Regions from separate parts of the Gadus morhua genome. Here region 2 is linked to region 1. A link is a contact called in public Hi-C data. All regions are on one chromosome and are shown on one strand. The core of a region is the stretch at or near the end of the contact, and the rest is flanking DNA. Distances in the headings are between cores, read along the strand shown.

What was found. A called contact is a pair of places that touch in the nucleus more often than the background predicts.
Region 2: a contact with region 1 is called in a Hi-C map of gonad, with 6 times the contacts expected there. The contact joins the promoter of LOC115546168 here to the promoter of ulk4 in region 1. A contact is called at or near these places in 2 of 6 Hi-C or Micro-C datasets (gill and gonad).

The regions. Positions count from the first base shown.
Region 1 is chr6:4,370,648-4,375,750 of gadMor3.0, forward strand. It overlaps ulk4 (unc-51 like kinase 4), which reads left to right and starts at 2,276. Exons shown (of 23, transcript XM_030359222.1): 1 at 2,276-2,990; 2 at 3,476-3,613; 3 at 3,951-4,050; 4 at 4,321-4,460; 5 at 4,574-4,757; 6 at 4,959-5,060. The coding sequence starts at 3,476.
Region 2 is chr6:4,599,982-4,604,816 of gadMor3.0, forward strand. It overlaps LOC115546168 (carboxypeptidase Q), which reads right to left and starts at 2,229. Exons shown (of 11, transcript XM_030359862.1): 1 at 15-2,229. The coding sequence starts at 35. LOC115546169 (syndecan-2) reads right to left here. Exons shown (of 5, transcript XM_030359863.1): 3 at 4,447-4,595; 4 at 3,784-3,991; 5 at 2,664-3,428. The coding sequence ends at 3,265.

The DNA of each region.
Region 1 (5,103 bases), core at 1,026-3,525:
TGAGTTGTTGCACTTAATGTTGGGCCACTGTTTTTCAGTTTTTTGACTTAATTGAATGATGATGTATGTGAGCCCTTTGCACTGATAAAAATACTGACCATTCATGTGGCTGTTTGAGCATGGAAAACATGAAATGAATGTATGTTGGTTCAATTAACATACCGTACATAGGTTATGATTCTGGATGATTTTTTAGGTAGTGGCCATCCCCAAAATGCACCAGAATACAGGAAATCATATCTACCAAATTCAAAATTGTGTAGCTTCTCTCAGCTCACGTTTAGTTAAAGTGTGCAGTCATGTGGCCCTCCGATGGTTATGATGAAAAATGTGGCCCTCTTTATCATGAAAGTTGCCCATCCCTGCTGTAGGAAGTTCCAAGACAGTGACACACTTGATCCACCAGGGGGCACAGGATCCCTCCTCCTCCCTGCTCTGGTTAATGTCTTATGTAGTTGATTCTTCTGCGGTGTTCTTTTTGAGCCATTTTCGGATATCCATGGCTAAATGCTTAATTGTTGCCGCCGAAGAAGTTCAATGTCGGTGCTGTGCGCGCCATAGATATACTATACACATGGGCGCGCGCATTTTTCACACGACGCCGGCCACCGGCCGAGGCGCAGTTAACGCGCATCTGTCGTCATAATAATAATAACGTTCTTATCGGTTTAGTGAACAAAATAAATGCAGAAAATAACGGTATTTAATGTAAAATGTCACAAGTTTAATTACAATTTGTTTTGTGAGCATGTATTTTATTATCTTTTATGATACTAGTGAAAAAAAATATCTCCCTCCTTTTTTCAATTGAGGGTGCACATTTTTTTGGGGGGCGCAATGCATGCTTATGCACCTCCGTAGAACCGGGCCTGTGAGCCTCATTGTGGACGGTACAGCTGGAAGGTCAGCTGCAATTCTTTCACTGCGTCCTCCACAGCTTGCTCCTGAATGTAAAACAATTTCACCTTTGATTGTCCCTCACTCAGAGCTTGGTACATGGACAATGCCGTGGGAATATCAACTCGTTGACAAGCCTGTCGGCCCACCTCTTCAATGTGCCACCCACAACATCTGGGACACCGTTGCCATGGCGGGCTTCGAAGTAGTTCTTGTAAACCCCTTCTTGAAAATTTCAGTACAAAAGAGGTAAAAATGACCACGCTGCTTGTACTGTGTGCAGGGGCTGTCGCTAAAAAAATGGATGGTTGTCACATCCGGGAATCTCTCTTGCATTTCCCTCAGGATGGGCTCCAGGTGTTGCCATATGGCAGGTGGTCCCTTCAGCCGGGATGCCGATACAGTGCAAAAGGAGGTAGGGACAGATGCCCCCCCCCCCACATAAACCCCAGTGTGCACTTCTGAGTGAACTGAAGGAGATGCAACCCTGTAAGGTAAGGGTGCACTCACACTAGGCCATCTGGCCGTGGCCGTTTTCACACCTAACTGTGCTCAAATCTGCCAGTGTGAGTGTGGCCAGTCTGGCCAGGCCAGGCCAACTTGGCCACTTGGGAGAGTGGTGCTGCTACGGTACGGGCCGCCACGGTACAGATGCTAATGAGCCGACACGCGCACACGCACGGCTACGCAACCTGAGCTGGATGACGTATAGTCCATGCGACGACTATGGACATAATAAAGGCAACGAGCCTTCTTTCCCATTAAACGGTAAACATGGCGTCAAGCGGTTCAAATGTTGGTTCACGTTGGTCCCATAGAGAAGTCGACTGACTTTTAGCTGTTTAAACCAGCAGTGAGAGTGGGCTCTATCTGAGAACGGCTCCAAATAAGCAACAGACTCAGCAAAGTGCGAACTGTGTTCTCTGTGTTGCTGTCCATTGTTGTTAAAACTCTGACTGGCGGCAGACTTATTATGGTGATTATGGTCCATGCAGCGGACGCTTGGTGATGACGTGTTACGACGTGATGACGTATGTACAAGAGCCTACCATGGCCAGGCCACAGTTGCGACCATAGACATCTTATAGCATATATATAAACTTCTTCTCAGTCTTTCTGTTCTGGCCTTTTGAGAACGAAGCCTCTTTCCAGAAGGCAACCATTGAAACATTATATGGCCTTGGTGATGACAGTCCTTTAAAATTGCAAGTCCAAAGTTGTGTATCACTGGGTTGTCCCTATTTAACAACTCGAGAAACAGGTACAGGTTATGCATGTCACAATCGTTATGTATATATTCCAGATTTGGTTTATGATGTGAGGGTCTGACTCTTCTGTTAGCAGCATCCGGCGGCGGGGTGCAGCAGTAGCAGCAGCAGAGTCAGGTGGCGATGTGCAGCGGTGTTCCTGGTTCTCCGGTTGCTTGTGTTCTGGTGACAACGTCGCTGGCTGGCTATGCTTGTTTCCAAGCACCTCCGGATGTTATTTGTATTAAAGCCCAACAGGAAGGCAAAGTTCATTGTCAAAGTTCACTTGCTTCTGATCAATTGGTGTAATTTTAATAACTTCCTTGGGGTCTTCTAGAATAGTATTGCAGACCTTCGTCGGTGACAATGCTATTGAAAGTAGGGTTGTAAAAGTTATTAAGTCCTTTATGAAATAGTTAAAAGATAATGTTAGCATACATCTATATAATTGAATGCATCTATCTATCTGTCGAACTTCTATCCGTCTCATTCAGCTTCTATGGCAACCCTTTTGCATCTCGTCCTGTCGCTTAGCAACGAAGGGACAGCACCAAGGTGACGACACTAGGGTTAGTTGATTACGGCTAAATCGCAAACTACAAAAACAAACAATACGTTTTCATTTCACGTGAATATTTTTTATATCTGACTGAATTAGACAATCAAAATTATTACATAGAAAGCGATTTTGTCTATATACGGAACTTATATATCCATGAAATTTCCCTGCACCCCCGGCAGGCGCAGTGAAGTGGTCCAAAGCAACTTCCTGTAAAACAAACAGCGCGTTGGTCAAGCCAAAGAAGTTGAGGCTTTGGCAATGACAACAGAGGAAAGACCCAAACTGTAAATACATTTATTGTAAGTTTAGCAATGGTCCAATACCATTTTACTTCCGACCCTACCGTGTCTTTTCTCGGGGGATGCAGCTGTTTACAATGTGTGTATTAGTGAACGGATCAGTAAACTCGGTCTCGCTCGATTTCTAACGTTACAGTGTGCTCTATGTTAGTGGTGTATATTTTATCAATATGATTTAATCATATTAGAAATTACTGTCTGTATTATATAACAACCCTTCAATTAACAACATTTAAAGCTATATTATTAATTGTATTCATATTCCAATTTTCCGTGCTTACAATTTATTTTCCCGATGCTTGCTGTGTTACGTTATGGTCAACGTTTACTATTCTAGAACATGAACGTTCAGCCCAAACGTTATTCTTTATATTTTGTACATGTGACTCGGGACAAATTGTGGTTTCCTTTTAATTTTCCAAGATGTGTATACTGCGCAGCTAGTTAATGTCATCCTCATATCATACCAGATGGAGAACTTCATCCTTTATGATGAGCTAGGGTCAGGTAGCAGGTCTGTGGTGTATAAAGGCCGAAGAAAGGGCAGTCTTGGTTATGTAGCCATTATCTGTGCCGATAAGAACAAGAGGCCAGAAATCACCAACCATGTAAGTCTGTGTTTTATATTCCACACCGTGCAACTCAACACACTTGTTTGACCAACATGCTTTCAATGTCTTTGCAATTGTAACGATTATGTAGTGGTTTATTTATTTATATTGATTGATTTATTGTCAATAAAAACCCTTAACCATCATGTAACTGCTGAAATAACCATTTCTAACATAACCATTTATTTAAAATGTAGAGTTTAGACCAAAGCTATAAGGAAATACACATTGACATTAATTAGAGATAGTCGGTAAATCTTTCAGACAAAAAGGAACATCTCCATGATTACATGTTTAAAATAGATAATCCACTAATATCTTTGTCGGTAATCAGGTACGCCTCTGCAATGACCTGGACCATCAGAACATTGTGTCCTTCTGCGAGTGGTATGAAACCAGCAATCATCTGTGGTTGGTCATGGAGCTCTGCACAGGTCGGTGGCTACGACTTTAGTCCTGGCTCTAGGCTACACTGCATAAAAACCTATTTTGGTTAACTTAAATTCTAAATTGTAATGGTAACATCCTTTTGTTCAGTACACGACATATACCAGAGCTTCATGTTTCAATTATGATGCTCGTAGTTTGAAGCCAAGAAATTATATGTCTGATGGAGATTGGCAAAAATAAGTAGATTTTTATTGAAGGATGCATTTGACCTTTTATTCAATTATTTTACTTTCGTTTTTTCATACCGTCTTGAGGTGGCTCCCTGGAGTCTGTGATTGGCCAGGATGGCTGTCTGACAGAAGACATGGTGAGGTCCTTTGGATGGGACATAGTCAAAGGGCTGAAGCATCTCCACCAATCAGGAATCATCTACTCTGACCTCACTCCTGCCAAGGTAAGTCCCCCCCCCCCCCCCCCACCCCGCTTTCCCAGCTGTGCACAAATGTAGGGCAGACAAAGAAAGTATGACTACCAAGTGTTGACGTGGTGTCTGTGGCTGCTCCTCAGGTCTTGCTGGACGGGGAGGGCGTGCTGAAGCTCAGTAACTTCTGTCTGTCCAGGGCGGCGGGAGAGACCCTTGAGGAGTTCTTCACAATGCTGTGCCTCTCGGGCCAGTCGGGCCAGGCAGGAGGGGAGGGCGGAGAGGGGGACCAGGAGGTCTCTGAGAGCGGCCTCAGGAAGAGGATACGAGGTCCCCACCGACTCTATTGGTTTTGAGATGATGTCATGTACTGCTAATTGTCAGCTCGTCAAATGGATACAAAACAAAACATAAAGACCGCTAAGAATAGCGAACATTTAGTTTTAGTTTAAACATTGATCCAAATGCTGACTTGTGTCATGTGTGTGTGTGCGTGTGCGTGTGCGTGTGTGTGTGCGTGTGTGCACACAGGTTCTCCAGTCTACAGTGCCCCAGAGATCTTGCAGGGAGCCAATACCAGTCCCAGCTCTGATCTGTGGGCATTGGGTTGCATGCTCTACCACATGTACTCAGGTAATACACACACACACACACACACACACACACACACACACAC
Region 2 (4,835 bases), core at 979-3,478, 230 kb after region 1:
CAGATGGGTCTTACCTTGATCGGTTTCAGATGCATTGGCTTTGCTCTCGATTCAATGATGCTTCTTGATGGATTATTTTTTATTCATATAAATCCCTTAGATCAGGTTTTTGCGAGCCATCAGAAGAATTTACCAATCTAAACATTACAGACAGGGGAATCACAAGACTGTTGTTTACTTCCGCAATGTGACGTTCTTCAGAATTACCGCAGATGATTGGATTAGACTATATGAACTAAAATTCTTCCAAGTGGAGAACAATAATTCCATTAAATGTAGTTTACTTGAGATGGTAATATTTGGGTTAAACTATAGGCCTGTGTCCTTTCTGTATGGATATAAGCTCGACCCTACAACTTTCAGAAAGCCACACGTTCCAATTTTATTCAAATGCTCTGATGTTCGGCCAGAATCAATAAAGGCAGCATGTCTGTATGTGTTTGCATTGGTTACGGTTTGAATGCTAGAAAGTAGGCCTATGAAGATTCTTTGTGGTTAATCACCATTAATTTACAACGTAACCCAACCCAGACCTTAACCCGGTAAAAAAATAGATATAGTATATTGATCAAAAGGATTTGGGAAAGTGTGACAAGACAAGAATCAACATAGGCCAACCAGTCCAAACGGGTGAGAAGAAATGTAATTAAATAGCGTAGGATCAAGCCCACATTTTATTAAGGACCAAAAAACACTGGAACAAGCTTGATTTATCCGAAAAGAATAGAAATCGATTTCATTGTAATCAAACTTGTGTATGATCACAAACAATAATCCAGCACTATGGCACTAACATCAAAAAAAATGGCAGTTTAATATCAAGTTCTCAATATAATTAACATAATCTTACCAAGTTTTCACAAAGTCAATTATTTTTAAATACATGTAGGCTATATCGAAGCAAAATTGAAGATAATACAAATATTTGGTCGGCTTTTACATTACTGTGCCAAAATGTCTGTGTTGTACACCTGAACATAATCCAACTGCCTTCGTCGACCCTCTCCAGATTTAGAGCACTCAAATGTTTGCATTAAAATAAGTCTTTTTGATATAACACTGAGCATCTGGTTATTGTTAAGTTTAACATTATTAATGTTATTATATTAAAGATTACCGTAGAATGTGTGTCAGAAATATACGGTCAAATATCAAATCCTCCATGTTGAAATACATAGCGTCTGAGAAATAGTTGGCTAGCAAAGCGCCATTAATTAAACAAAAAAACTCCCGAACGTTAATATTTTTTTTCTCCGAAGTGAACAGTAAAATTGATTTATTGGACTAAACCAAACATTTGTAAGACATCACGATCTGGCTTGTTTTTGCTCCTTCAAGCTGTACGCTAAAAGCTCCGTGGAATGTAAGGAGCGGAATGTGCTTTGGTTTAGGTCAGTCCACTTGTAAAGGCATGTGGATTACACTAATTATTCATGGGCACGCTTAGAGGTGTGGTCGATAATATCTCCCTGCTCTATTGTTGCACAGAGAGTGTTCGGCTAGGAGCACTTCAACCAGCCTGGTGGCGTAGTAGCTTAGACGTGCACGGACACACACAGGCCTTCTTGCTCTGAGTAAATACCCTGTCTGGTTGAACACGAATGTTGAAATTGTTCTTATTGTAGGCTGAAATCCCTCGCCAGCGATGTCCCATGGTAACCACTTGGTGTTTGGGGCTGACCCAAGACATCGTTTTTGGAAAAAAAGGAAATTGTTTGGTTGCTCTATAATGAATGGACAAGCACCAACATTGATAAGAATAGGTGCAAGACATTGCGACTCCTGTATATATATATATTTGTATATAAAATAACTCTTTGGCAAAGATATTCGCAATTATATTTGACTTTTTCTCAAAACATTGAAATCAATAATCAAAAAAGATGGTCCAGTAACACATTTTCATAGCAAAAAAAAAAAGGTAGATGAATCAAACATTCATATCTCCCGAAAAATAATAATCAATCGAAAAAGGCAAACAAAATGCAGCAATCAAACTTGTTTCCTAAACGACAGGATAACAAAAGATATCTTTACCTCATGTAAAGAGGACAAATTACATAATGCAGTTCACAACAAGAATATTTATAACCCTATATTTAGTACCATAAAGTAGTGTTCATCCTTAGGTTCAAAAAGGATGAACACTTGTCCGTGTTTAAATGTTGATATAAACTTTGCTACAATGCTGAAGTTAACAGGTCCTGGTTTGGCTGCAGCTCTCTGAAAGTATAAATTAAATCGATCTTAAAAGGTCCCATGACATGCCACCAGGAGTGAGTGTGATTAGCCGTTACAAGCGTTTTGAAAATCTCCCCCTTATGACATCACAAGTGGGCGTGTCCACCTAGATGTGTGCTGGATAGATCAGTCCACCAGCCTACCCAGTGGATTGTAGCAAACGTTGCTTATCTATCCGTCACACATCGAGGCGGACACGCCCACTTATGATGTCATAAGGGGCAGATTTTCAAAACGGCTTGTAACGGCTAATCACACTCAAACCTGGTGGCATTTCATGGGACCTTTAAATGCATGAACAGGGCCAGCCCGATGTGGTAAAGCTGTCGTAAATGGATGTCTGACATGTACAAAGTCCTCAATACTGATGTACTTCACCGTCCCATGAGGAGTGGACGAGTGCGGTTGAGTGACTAACTGAATACGATATTATTTCGTTTTAATTTCTTGAGCCTTCGAATACACATCAGCCGCTAAATCCCCTTCCATTGGACAGTCCGACATTTTGGTTTTTGGCTAATCATTCATAATTCAGAGAATAAGGCAGGCGGCGATGGGAAAAGAAGACTATATGACAGAAAGAGGTGAAAGGGGAGGAGGCTCGACTAAAAGTAAAAAGCGTTGCAGAGCAAAAAGCCACGCTAAAAACACAAAAACTCAAATCCCTGGGACAACATCCAAAGCTCTGACCCACTCCGCCCTCCCCTAAAAAGGACTGCTATATCTCTTTGTGAATCGGTGACAACATTCTGTTAGACAAGGTGATGTCACCGACGTTTGGCCAATCAGAAAAAACGGTTGCATTTGGAAAAACCCGGGTAATGAGGCTGCACCGGGCGGGGGGGGGGGGGGGGGGGGGGGGTTGATTCGCGGTGTCGGGTTTCTCTTGTAACGAAACACGAAACACTCTCCCTTCAGACTTCGAATGATTGATAATGCCCCGTGTCTTCGAGTGCTGATTGTCAGACGCAACGAGAGCACACACGTCCCCGGGCGCCGGCTGCCGTCGAGGTCAGCTGAGGTTCAGGCGTAGAACTCCTTGGGGGGCTGCTTCTGGTAGGCACTGGGGGGGACCTTGGCCATGCCCAGCGCGTAGCTCCCCTCGTCCTTCTTCTTCATGCGGTAGGCGATGAACAGGACCAGGAAAAGGGCGCACAGGAACCCGACCACGCCGCACGCTATCACCGCTAGGCCACGGGGGAGGGAACGAGAGCAACGTTTTACAAACAGGTCGTCGGCAATACGAACCACCGCTTAAAAAGGGGTTCCAGATAGACGATTTGCAAGTCAACGGATGCGTAATAGGCCAATTTCAATGAATGGTGTAATTTTAATCGAACGAGCGAACAATCACAGCATCTCATGCGTTTACTGAAGGCACTTTGTTTTGATACTACTTTTTATAGTGCTTTAAGGTCATTGGTAACCAGTCTCTAAATATCAAACCACTGGGTTAACATCATCGCACGTGGAGCCAGGTGGGGGGACTTTACACAGCCACTATGTAAACATGCGAGTGTTGACGAAGTCGTCCATCCTCACCAGCCAGCACCTCCGTCCTTTGCCACATGTTATCAGACACGAATTCTGGTTCCACCACCATCTCTTCCCTCGAGCCGGCTTTAGATAAGACCCTGTCACTCTCCTCAGGCAGGATGATGTCGTCGTCCGAGGTAAATGTGGTGGGGAACTCAGGGACTGCGGTATCAGGTTCAATTTCAGGTTCTTCTGAGGCTTCCAGCCCTGTTACCTGATGAAAAGGAATCAAATACATATGAATATATAATAGTACGTAAAAATATATATTACAGAATAAATATATATGTTTAAAAATGCTTAGGGAATTTGACATTTAGTTAATTTGATCAACTCAAACCACAATATGATGACTGAGTTAAGGCTTTTCAACGTACGAATGTTGATATTTAATTATAGATGATTGGGAAAGCTTCGGTTCACACCAGGCAGTGTTGTTAGAGTAGTGTATTAGGATTTTTCCAAGTGTTTAATTTTAATTTATCGATTATTTCTGGGTATACTGAGAATCAGGTGCTCCTTTAAGCAGCACCCTTTTTTAGCGACATGTAAATGATCCCAACATGCAAAATATCCTAACATGCATGACTAGTATAAATGTTTTTCAAAAATCAGGCTATAATTCGCTTAGCCTTACAGGCAAATAAAAAGGAAGTCAACGATGCCCACCTCAGTCTCGGCTTGGATCATGTATGGAGGGGTTGTACCATCCTGCATCATGGTCGGTGAGCTAGTGGCCGCCAGTGTACCATCCGGGGTCACAGTCTTAAAGTCCAGGCTCCATGTCTTGTTCATTATATCTGGGATCTCCGTTGTGTCTGGGGAAGAACCACCAAGAACCATTGATTAAAACCTTTGTGCTCAAAGCAGTGGAGAAAAAATGCACACAAAAACAAACTTGATGAACCACTTCACTCTTTGTTTGGTTTATAGTAACAAAGTGGTTCGCCTAAAAAGGTTTCATGCTAACCACTCAGATAAGGCTTCACCTGGCTATGGAAATGTTAGAAAACCTCAGGGACCATAATGCCTCTCGTGAAACACAATATTACAACTTA